2 separate regions of the Lactuca sativa genome follow, and region 1 is linked to region 2. Evidence: chromatin contacts called from public Hi-C data. All regions are on one chromosome and are shown on one strand. Each heading gives the region's core, a stretch centred on a gene start, on an enhancer-like site or on the middle of the called end of the contact. The rest is flanking DNA. Distances are from core to core; before and after follow the strand shown.

Region 1 (5,545 bases), core at 262-2,761, 270 kb before region 2:
ATCCAAACACCTCCTAATTTTTTTTTTAAAACATTTTGGCTATGAATTTTCCAAATTTACTCACCTTCCCCGAAGATTGTCCGTATCCTGAGTAATCATACCTGCAAAAATTACATTCTTTTAATGTATCTCCATGTTGATCACCTAGTAAATGCTTCAATCAAAACTAGAAATTTTAGGAAAGATGTAGAAAATGAGATAAATATCACACAAATGTTTTTTGGTGAATATTTCCATTGTATTTTGACTATTTTCAATATCATGAATCATAAATCATAAGTGAGTTTTAGTAACCGATTTTTAATGATGTCATTTACTCCTGATCAAGTGATTAAGATTGTGAACAAGATAATGTTGAAGGATGATTCTAGCGTGCAGTTTATGATTAACAACAAAGTAGAATAAAATGGAATTGCAAAAAAGTATGTTTTTGCAAGAAGGATTTAGAAAAAAGTAACTTGATAACAACTTAAATCAAATGAAAAGTATAATCTACAGTAGAAATGCACTGAATATAACTCAAGATTTAATGGAAAGGTAGAAATTGGATTAGTACTTTACATTTTTTTAATGATTTGATCTCAAATTGAAAGAACCCTAGAAGACACAAACAATAATCCGATCAAAAATCGAAAGAATACTAGAGGAGACAATCATCAAAACAGATATCTTTGACATAAACAGAACACAAGAAGCAAATCACCATGAGATCTAGGAATGCAAATAACTTCTTAATCACTAAATTGAATGTGTAATTCGAAGTGATTAGGGTTTAGTAATGAATAAAACAGTGCTTGACAGCGACGAATGTGTATCCAAATCTGGAAATTGAGAAATGGAGAAAACGTAGAGAGAGTAAAATTAAGGGGTTTTGAGATAGAAAAGCGTACCCCATGAGATTTACTCTTAACCGAATACTGAGTTCGATGAAGAGCTCATACATCTGACCTAGATCGGCGGCGTTACCATGAGAATACAGAACAGTTGAAGTAGCCATAGGGTGTCTCACGTACACAGCAGCGATCTCCGATCCTCGACGAGTGGTTAGTTTAAGAACTTCGACGTTTTCCCGGTGAGGAAAAGGACTGAGAAGGAGTAAACCAGTGAGGTCGTCTTTAACTAGCTTATACGAAGGTGGATTGGGCGGGAAAAATGCGAATTTCGCCGCCATGGATGAGGTCATCCCGCCCATATTGATCTATCTCTTTCCGTTACACAAGTGTTTGTGTGGTGTAAGAAGTTAGTTGTTGATCGATGAAGAAGATGAAGTGATGAGATTGAATAATGGTGGTGGCAGACTGTAATGTTCCCCGGAAATCATCGGAGAAAAGGGGAAAACTGCGATTATTTTATTGAATTGCGGTGAGGAAGAGAATGATATTTGAGGGAGCTTTTGAGGTGGACGGCTGTTGGGATGGGAGCCGAGGCCATGAAAGGGGGTGGGAGTGGGGCACCCTTTGCTCTCTGCGCATGGATGCTATCACCTTCTTTTTCCATATTTAAATAAAATTCAATTTTTCTCTTATTAAATTTGAATCCAATCTCCCTCACTTTTTACTCTATCCGTTTTTATTCAAATTATATAAAAGAATCAAAGCACTTTATCATTATTTATAGCATCCACAATTATTCATCTTTTCCGTTAAGTTTTTTTTGTGAGACTTAAATGTCAACTTAATAATTCATAAAATTTTAATATATAATATCATTATAGTATAGCCTTGTAAAGTTTTCATTTTTGTTTTCAAATTTCCATAGTGTTTTTCTTTTAAGATATGAAGTCCTCTTTACTTGTTAAATAGGGAAATCACCAAACTATTAACCGGTTTTTATGTGCTTAAACATATTTGGCATAGCTTACGTGGAGCCACAAGGTCCATGTCACTTCCGCCTTCTTACTAGGGGTGTTCGTTTGGATAGATCGGTTTCATCCGATCCAATCAAGTGAATTGTAACAGCCCGGAATCTCAGGTATTGTTAAATTATGTTTTTGGGGTAAGTTAAGAGGGGACTCGGCGAGTTGGAGCCAAGACTAGCCGAGTAGGTTCGCAGATTTGGTCGCGGGTTCGCGACTGGACTCGACGAGTCCGATATGGACTCGACGAGTCTACGCGGTTTAGCGAAAACCCTAACCGTTCAGGTTTGGGTCGTATATAATGCACTTATAGGCCGTCATTTTCCGTCTTTAGTCGACTGAGAAGAACCCTAAACGGCTGTGGGCATCTAGAGCAAGACTGAAGGATATTAGGGCTTTGAAGAAATTGTTGTGCAAGGAGGAGAAGAGTTTTGGGCTAAAGGAACAGCAAGGGATTCGAGTTCTGCGGTTTGGGGACACAGAGAGTGCATATTTCAGGTAATATTTCGGATTCCTTCTGTTATGTTGATGTGTGCATGGATTTAGGGTTTATGGAACCCATTTGGTGATTAGATAAATTAGTACCTTGTTATCCAACGACTATAACCCTGTATTAGGACCTTTAGAGGTCCAGTAGGTCCCATGCTTGTGTATTTCGGGACGAAACTTATCTCAGGAAGCAGTTTGATCGACTGCATGGCATGGACTCGCCGAGTCCGATGAACAGACTCGGCGAGTAGCTTGGAGATTGAGTGGAACTCGTCGAGCTGTTCTTCAGACTCGGCGAGTGGAGTCGGGGTGGCCCCGCGATTCTTCCAGGAGTAACTCGTCGGGTCAAGGAGGATACTCGACGAGTATATAGGGACTCTCAGAGAGTTGGAGAACGTCTAGACTCGCCGAGTCGCCATGGCACTCGCCGAGTCCGGTCGAGTTGACTGTTGACCGTTGACCAGAGTTGACCTAAGTCTGACTTCTTAGGGATAGTCACACTTAGAAGATATAAGTGTTAATGAGAGATATGTGATGTTATAGGGAGGTTGTAGCTCGTCGGATTGTGCACGAGTGACTTCAGGATTTGCTAGCTTTCAGCATTTACGAGGTGAGTCTTCTCACTATACTGTACCCGGAAGGGTTTGACTGTGTGACCGGAAGGTCGGATATGATATGTGATATGTATGCTATATGTGGTAAGTTATTTGTTATATGTGTGCTATGTATGTCATGGGCCGGAAGGCGATTATATTATGGGCCGAAAGGCGATATGTTGTGTGATGGACCGGAAGGTCGGCGTGGGTAGGACCGGAAGGTTTACCCAGCAGGGACGGAAGTCCCCTGAGACACATGGACCGGAAGGTCAGGGCCTGGAAAGGCGTATGTGCGTAAGTTGTATATTGGGGAACTCACTAAGCATTTATGCTTACAGTTGTTATGTATGTGTTTCAGGTACTAGCGAGGACCGTGGGAAGGCGCCGGCATGATCGATACACACTGAAGAATGCTTTTATGATCTTGGGATTTTGACTATTTGTACTTGACAGAATATTTAAACTATTTATGCCTTGTCTTGAATGGAAATACCTTATTTTTAAAATGAAAAATTTGTTTGAAAATTTGCGTTGTTACAATTGGTATCAGAGCCTTGGTTTGAGGGATTCGGGTGCACCTTCGGGAGTAACTGAACTCAAACCGAGGATTTGAGGAAGACTTCTTAAATAAAGGCATAAACTTTTGTAAATGGTTTTGTGGTAAGCAAGAAAGAAGCAGTGTGTACGATCAGTCAGCGCCCGAACGGTAAAGATCCCCAAAATACCTTACAATGTTATATGATATAAATTGTTATGCATGCTAGAAGACTAGGTATCCATGATAGGACTAGAGTGGCCTGATTTGTGATGCCTTAGTCTAGGGAAGTTTGCCGATATGAGATGCTTTGCTAGTATGCGGGTAGATAGTGCATATCAGAAGTAGAGTACTCACTATCCGGGGTTTGGGGAGGAGGACTTGGGATGAATGCTGATGCGGTGTGGTCGGTAGTATTGGGCCCGTACTACCGAAGACACCGGGTCAGTGGGAGACCCAAGTACGAATCCCTGGATATCGGAGACTGAGTAGGGTTGCGTTATCGAGTGCGATTACACTCGATGGAGTCTCTGATAGTTTTATGTTGTATTTCAGAGACATCATGGTTAGACCACGCCACGGAGCGAGTACGAGTGGTGTGAGTGACGAGGAGATTCGTCAGATGATTCACGAGGAGGTGGCGGCAGCGATCCGGGCTGAGATCCCGGAGATGTTTGGGTCTATTAAGACCACTCTGATGGAGACATTCGATGAGCGGTACGCCGCATTGACTGAGGCTGCAACCGCTGCAGCTACTGCAGCTGTGGCCGCTGCTAGGCCACAGGGGGGTGACTCGTTGCTGTTCCGAGAGTTCAGCAACACGAAGCCACCGGAGTTCGATGGGACGCAGGATCCGATTGCTGCGATGAGGTGGATCGCGGACATAGAGGGGTGCTTCTACACTTGTTCATGCCCGGAGCACCTGAGGGTACGGTTCGCTTTGAACCAGCTCCGTCTGGGAGCGAAGGACTGGTGGAAGTTCGTGACGGCAAACTTCACTTTGGCAGAGACTACAGCGGTGACATGGGAGGGGTTTACTGCCATGTTCAGGGATGAGTACGTTCCCCCGGTGGAGAGGGAACGATTGGTTCAGGAGTTCTTAACCCTCAAGCAGGGTACTGATTCTGTCGCGGTGATCACGCGGAAGTTTCATGAGAGGGCGATGTTCTGCCCCGAGCTGGTGTCCACTGGTCAGGCTCGGATGAGCCGGTACTTGGGAGTGTTGAGGAGGGATATCCGGGAGTTTGTGTCAAACTCCACTTACCATACTTTTGCCGAGCTTCAGGCGAATGCCAGGAAGCGCGAGATCGAGTTGGAGACCCAGGCCAGGGAGGAGGCCGAGTCTCAGCGGGTGGACCGGCGACCGGCTCAGTTCCAGCCGGCAGCCAAGCGGATAAAGTCCGCCGATGCGAGCAAAGGAGGTTCGAAGGGCCGCACTTGCGGAAAGTGCGGCAAGGGTCATGAGGGGGCGTATCGATCTGGTGCTTGCTACAAGTGTGGCAAGGAGGGGCACATTGCTAGGGAGTGTCCCAAGGGATTTACGGTTTGCTTTCATTGCAACTAGACAGGCCATAGGAAGGCCGAGTGCCCTCAGCTTCTTCAGGGATCTGCACCTGCTGCCGGAGCTACTGCGACTCGACCGGTGAAGGCCGAGGCCCCGAGGGCTCGGGGAAGAGCCTTTCAGCTGACTGCGGAGGAGGTCCGCGCTGCGCCCGATGTCGTGGCAGGTATGTTGTAATTCATGTATTTATTTTAATGTCGAGATGTTATGCTTATGTTATTGTATGCGTAGGTACTTTCCTTGTGAACTCTGTGCCTGCCTTAGTGTTATTTGACTCGGGTGCGAGTAGGTCCTTTGTGTCCTTAGCCTTTAGTCAGCATATCAGCGCTAGTCGTGAGTCGTTGAGCCGACCCTTGAGAGTTTCTATAGCTGACGAGAAAGTGATTTGTGCCACGGAGGTTCTTCGGGGATGTGTACTAGAGATTTTCGGGGTTGAATTCCCGATTGACCTGATTCCTATTGCGATGGGTGATGTCTGTGTCATCGTAGGCATGGACTGGTTGAGCCGA
Region 2 (5,501 bases), core at 1,532-4,031:
GTGAGTTTCCTCACTGTGTTTAACAGGCCGAAGGCACCAATGCCAACCCATAGTTTATTATGATTAGGATGCTAGTTGTCTGTGTGACTCTGCATGTATGTTTTATGATATGTTTACCGGGCGGGGCCCAATGTCGGGTGGGGCCTTGATATGGGCTTATTTAGTCATAGACATCATTCATTATCTTATTAATTATTGTTGATTTTATATCATTTTATGGACAAAAGGTACTTAATTAGCTTAATATTTCAGTTTCAGCAATAAAAGACATGCTTGGATGAAAAAGGAAGAGGATTGAGTGATTGGAAGCTTGGAGATCAAGGATTAAAGGAAGAAGCTAAATAAAAAGAAGAAACTCGACGAGTTTTTAGCATAAACTCGACGAGTTTATTAGAATATTCTAGATTTAAGGATGCCTTGCTGTATACGCTAAACGCGCGAATTATTAAAGAAACTCGTTGAGTTATTCTCAAAAACTCGACGAGTTGGGTCGATTTTTGGAAACTATAAATAGATAACTTATAGGCCCGAACCCTAAATTTTTGTGGAGGCTAGCTACGATTTTTGAAGATCAGAAGGGTTCTTGGAGCTGCTATTTTCGAGATTGCAACCTAAGAAACAATTTCAAAGAGAATCAAAGGCAAATAATCATTCTTCTTTTCTTAATCTTTGTTTTGAACCATGTTTGAATCATTAGATTTTGATTTTAGGTTATTACTTGCTGTAGATATGAGCTAAAAGCTTTTTACTTCTGTTTGGATGAGATAATCTTATGAACATGGTTTGATTGAGTGGTTGAATTGATATTAATTTGGTTATTCATCTTGTTAAGCTTGTTATAGATCCTTATGAATTGATAATAAATGTTTTTAGTTAGCAAATAAGTGATTGAGTTGCATGAATATCTTCTTGATTACTTGATTCATATAGTTTTATGAATATAAGATTGTATGCCTAGGAATAGTGAATATGAAACTAGGGTTAACTATAAAATATGTAAATCAATGTGTGAGCAAAACTAGAGAAAACCCCCCTCTTTTATTAATTGTTTTTAATTAGGTAATACTAGTACTTAATTTGATTGTTACAGTTCCCTGTGTTCGATACCCTACTTGCTTAAACTAAACTACTATCGATAGGTACACTGCCTGCGTGTGTTTGTTTACATTTGAGTTTGTTAGGATTAAAACTAGTTCGTTTTACACACATCAGGCCTGATGATTATATTGTATGTTATTTATCTTTGTGATTCATGCATGTATTTATGTGTTTGTATGTATACCGTGCGGGGACCGATGTCAGGCGGGGTCTGATGACTGACAGATCTGTTCCGAGCGGGGATCGATGTCAGGCGGGGCTCATTATATGGTTATATGTATGGTATGTAGTATTTTGGGTAACTAACTAAGCTTTGTGCTTATGGTTTCTATGGTTATGGTTTCAGGTACTTCTAGTTCGAAAGGGATGAGTCTGACTTGATCGCAGTGCATCCACTCATGTTTCCGCAACCTGATGATTAAGGAAAAACTACTTAGAAATTAACCAAATTACAATGTTTGAATTTGATGTTTATGGTTATGACAATGCACTTTAAATGTAATCTTTATCGAATTTCTTAATAGAAGTTAACGTTGCTGGTACATATAATAACTTATTGTTGCTTTTGGTTTTATATGGCCAATATGAAAAGAGCTATGTGAGCCTTCATGGGGATTGGTACACCGAACAAAATCAATTTATAAAGCTACTAAACAACATGTTTTAATCAATGAGTCGTAAACAAAGATCACGCGGATCATTGATGTTAAAAGTTACTATATTAAAAAATAATCAAATTGCTCTAATATAATTAAATATTTTTATTTAATAAGCTTGGTTCAAAAACTCAAAAAATGAATCTAACTAACATCTTTTTATTAAAATTCCACCTAAAACCACACCTTTTAATATGATATGTATTTAATTTATGTTTTCCCGTTTAACACCAATGATAATCTAGTCATCCCTAATAAATAAAGATATTTTTGCCACATGTCACATTCTCATTTATTTTGTCATATGTAATTTTGTGGTTATTTTAAATTAATTTTTATTCCACATGTCATTTTATGGTTTTTTTTATTTTATTAAATTCCATATAGTATTTAAATACAATAATAAATGCATATCAATTTAATTAATGAACTTTCTTTTTAATTTCAAATTATTAAATTAAAGATTTATTAATTTTCTTTATTTATTTATCTATTTGTTTAAATTTAAAAGAAAAAAATACTTTAATTTTTATAATTCAATATTTTTCACTTTTCGTATAAATTCAACTTATCAAATGTTTAAAATTTTGTATTTACTTTTTTTTAAACAAATTCATATAATACATGAGTCTCACACCTAAGGCTTAAGGGAGTGAAGTGCGGTTTAGGCCGCACTCAATGCCACATAAGCAGGAACACCACCCCCCTCTGCAGTTTAACCGCACCTCTCCCAAAAACTGTTGCAACCCCCTTTATTCTCTCTCTTTATTTATGTGTTTTTCTCTCTCTTCTCTTTTCTGTCACCTCTCTCTTTCTCAATCATGGTTTCCACTAAGTGGGATTGTTGGAGAACCACACTTTATGTGGTAAAAATGATGTGGCTCCTACGTGTCAAGGAGGAAGTGTGGTTCTTGTGGCACCACTCTCTCCATCCTAATATAAAATATACAACATACCAAAAAAAATTATAAATTTATAAAAAAGAGATAGGAAAAAAAAAAGAGTGATCAAGTGACCTATACGTGATGCTAGTTTTGGATACACAAACACCCTTGCTTCACGCACCCCTAAAAGGACCTGACTATTGCTATTGCTATTCTGCTAATGTCATGGTGGAAAAATTTAAACGTTACAATTTGATACATCATCCACGAGCAGTTAACAATCCGATTAGATTTGATTTACGAACCAGATGATCAGAGAAATCAATCACCATTTCAATCGAGTGAAGCCTCGAAAGAGCCCGTGAAATCTCAGATCATCCTGTTATTCGCCGAGCCTCAATTCGGAGAAGGAATCAACAAATGCAGAACCGACGATGAACGTCCCCGGTTGGAAACCCTAGAAGTTTCATCTCGGTTTCTCAAGGTTCGTTTTGTTATCATTATTGAATTTCAAGGGTTTAGGGTTAGGTCTAGGGTTTATATTTCGGTTCCTCAAACGTCGTTTTGCTATCATTATTGTTCCATCGTAAGATCTGTAAGTATCTCAAATTGAAGTTTCATGCGTTTTCTTATTGGTTGGATTCCATGGCTCCGTAATTTCATCCAAGCAATTAACATCCCTGCTCGTGTTCCATGTTAATTGTAGTAGAAGAATCGAAAACGAAAACAAAAAGTCATTGCCGGTGGTGAATCCGGATCATGTCAGAAATCTCAAGGGACATGAATACCTCAGATGATTCAAATATCGGGCCGGACTTATTCCAATACTACATTCGCGGTGTATCAGAGCTGCTCTCCGGAGATGATTTCTCACCTTCTTCTTCTCGATTAGTTGGAACAGAAGCAAATAAGAGCATCGCATCTAACGAGAAAACTTCTCCTGCTGGCCTTGGTTCCTTGTTTTCTAATGCTGTAGGAGATGGGCTCTCAGGTGTTGAGAAAGCAAGATTGATGTCAATGCTACGCCAAAGTGTTGTTACCCTCACAAAGGAAGTAGATGAGGTATGTTATATGTCTCAAATAACTTTCCACCATGGTTTTAATTTGATCTAGATGTTATTGGGCGAGTTTATAACTTTTTCATGAAGTGTTACACCATCACTTGATTGCTTACATAAAATTTGAAAGCAGATGTTGGGCCCTGTTTTTTCAATGCATCGGTTAAGAGCTCTTATGGGACCTACAAAGACCTGTGCAAGATTTCAAGATTCAAACTGTGAAGTTGTGACTGAAAATCATGCACCAAAGAGACTTAAGGTTTCATCTTCTTTGTCTTTGACTTTACACATGTTTTGTTTTACTCTATCACTATTCTATAAGCATTACTAATCAACTATATTGGAAAAAGGAAAAGTTACCGAATTGGTATATTAAGTGGTTGAATCATTAATGAACTTGGGCGTTTGTGGAAACAATTATATTTTCATTTATAGTTTCTTATATCACATTGCCATGTTTGTATCTTAAACTTATCAGTTTTTAGTAGCTAAGATTCCGAATTGTGAGAGTTAAAATTATATCATGAATCACAAAGTTTCCTTTTATTTGTGAAGAGCATAGATCTTTTATCGTATCACGTGGCTAAAGATGAGACAAAATTATTGTTTTAATGACTTATTTGGCCATTATGTGACATTAACTCTATCTTATTTCAATCTTACCAATTCCTCTGTCTGAATATTTTGAAATATACAGGGAACACCAAATGAACAAAAGGGTATGGGTATATCAGATAAGTCCTGTCAGAATAAGGAATGTGCAAAGTTTTCTGAAACGGACAATAATACCCAAAAAAGCAACACTAATGAATCCAAGGTTATTGAAGTTTTTATATTTCACATGTTCTTATCTGATATTTATGGTTATTAGTTGTTAATTTAATCCTTCATTTTTTCAGTCATTGTGTGGTGATTGTTTAAAACAAGCAAATGCCTCTCATGAATACATGAATGAGTCGTTTTTGGGATCAACTTCTAGAGATGATAAAGAAAATGGAGAGGTAGATATTCTGACATTTATTTGTGTATTATAGAATCCTACTTTGATTTGACCCTTTTGCCCCTCTTTCCCCCATTTTCAGGTTAATGATGATTTGCAAGTTCTTCTGGTAAACAGAGGTCCTAAGGTTGTAGAAAAGATGGAGAAACATTCTGCTGAATTATCTGCAATGGTAGAAAAAAAAATTCTGAAGTTCTGATTTTTTATTTTTTACATTTATTTTTGGCTAATTTGATGATGAATTTGTGTTTTTTTACAGCTTGGGTGCATGGAGGATAAACTTGAAGAGCTTCTTGATGTTATCATTTCCAGTTGCAGGTAAATTTTCATTTTTCAGTTTGCCATTGATTTGTTGATGGAGGGCTTTTACGTCTTTTTAAAGAAATGCTGAAAGTAAATGGTCAGCTTATCAAATGCTTATATGTTGATAGATCATATGCTATTCAGTTTATAAGCCAAGGCTGCAAAAGGTGCAAGACCTTAAATTATTAAAAAAATTATTTTATAAAAATTAAATATGACCAATATCTTAACAAAATAAGTAAGGGCAAATTACACGAATGGTCCCTATGGTTTAGGATAATTTGTATGTTTGGTCCCTAACTTATTTTTTTAACTCGGAAGGTCCTTACTGTTTGTTTTTGTTACGCGCTTGGTCCCTATCTTACCTAAAAAGACTATTTTGCCCTTGATTTTTTAATTTATTTAAATAAACACACCTCCAACCCCACCCCCGCCACCTTACCTTACCTACCCCACCATTTTTTCTATTTAAATGGTAGTCTTTTTAGGTAAGACAGGGACC

The links. A called contact is a pair of places that touch in the nucleus more often than the background predicts.
Region 1: a contact with region 2 is called in a Hi-C map of seed, with 6 times the contacts expected there. The contact joins the promoter of LOC111904745 here to the promoter of LOC111904744 in region 2. A contact is called at or near these places in 2 of 4 Hi-C or Micro-C datasets (leaf and seed).

The regions. Positions count from the first base shown.
Region 1 is chr3:201,667,244-201,672,788 of Lsat_Salinas_v11, reverse strand. It overlaps LOC111904745, which reads right to left and starts at 1,511. Exons shown (of 5, transcript XM_023900474.3): 1 at 891-1,511; 2 at 65-101. The coding sequence starts at 1,192.
Region 2 is chr3:201,396,320-201,401,820 of Lsat_Salinas_v11, reverse strand. It overlaps LOC111904744, which reads left to right and starts at 2,781. Exons shown (of 9, transcript XM_052769468.1): 1 at 2,781-3,122; 2 at 3,345-3,700; 3 at 3,830-3,955; 4 at 4,394-4,513; 5 at 4,596-4,697; 6 at 4,779-4,868; 7 at 4,956-5,014. The coding sequence starts at 3,398.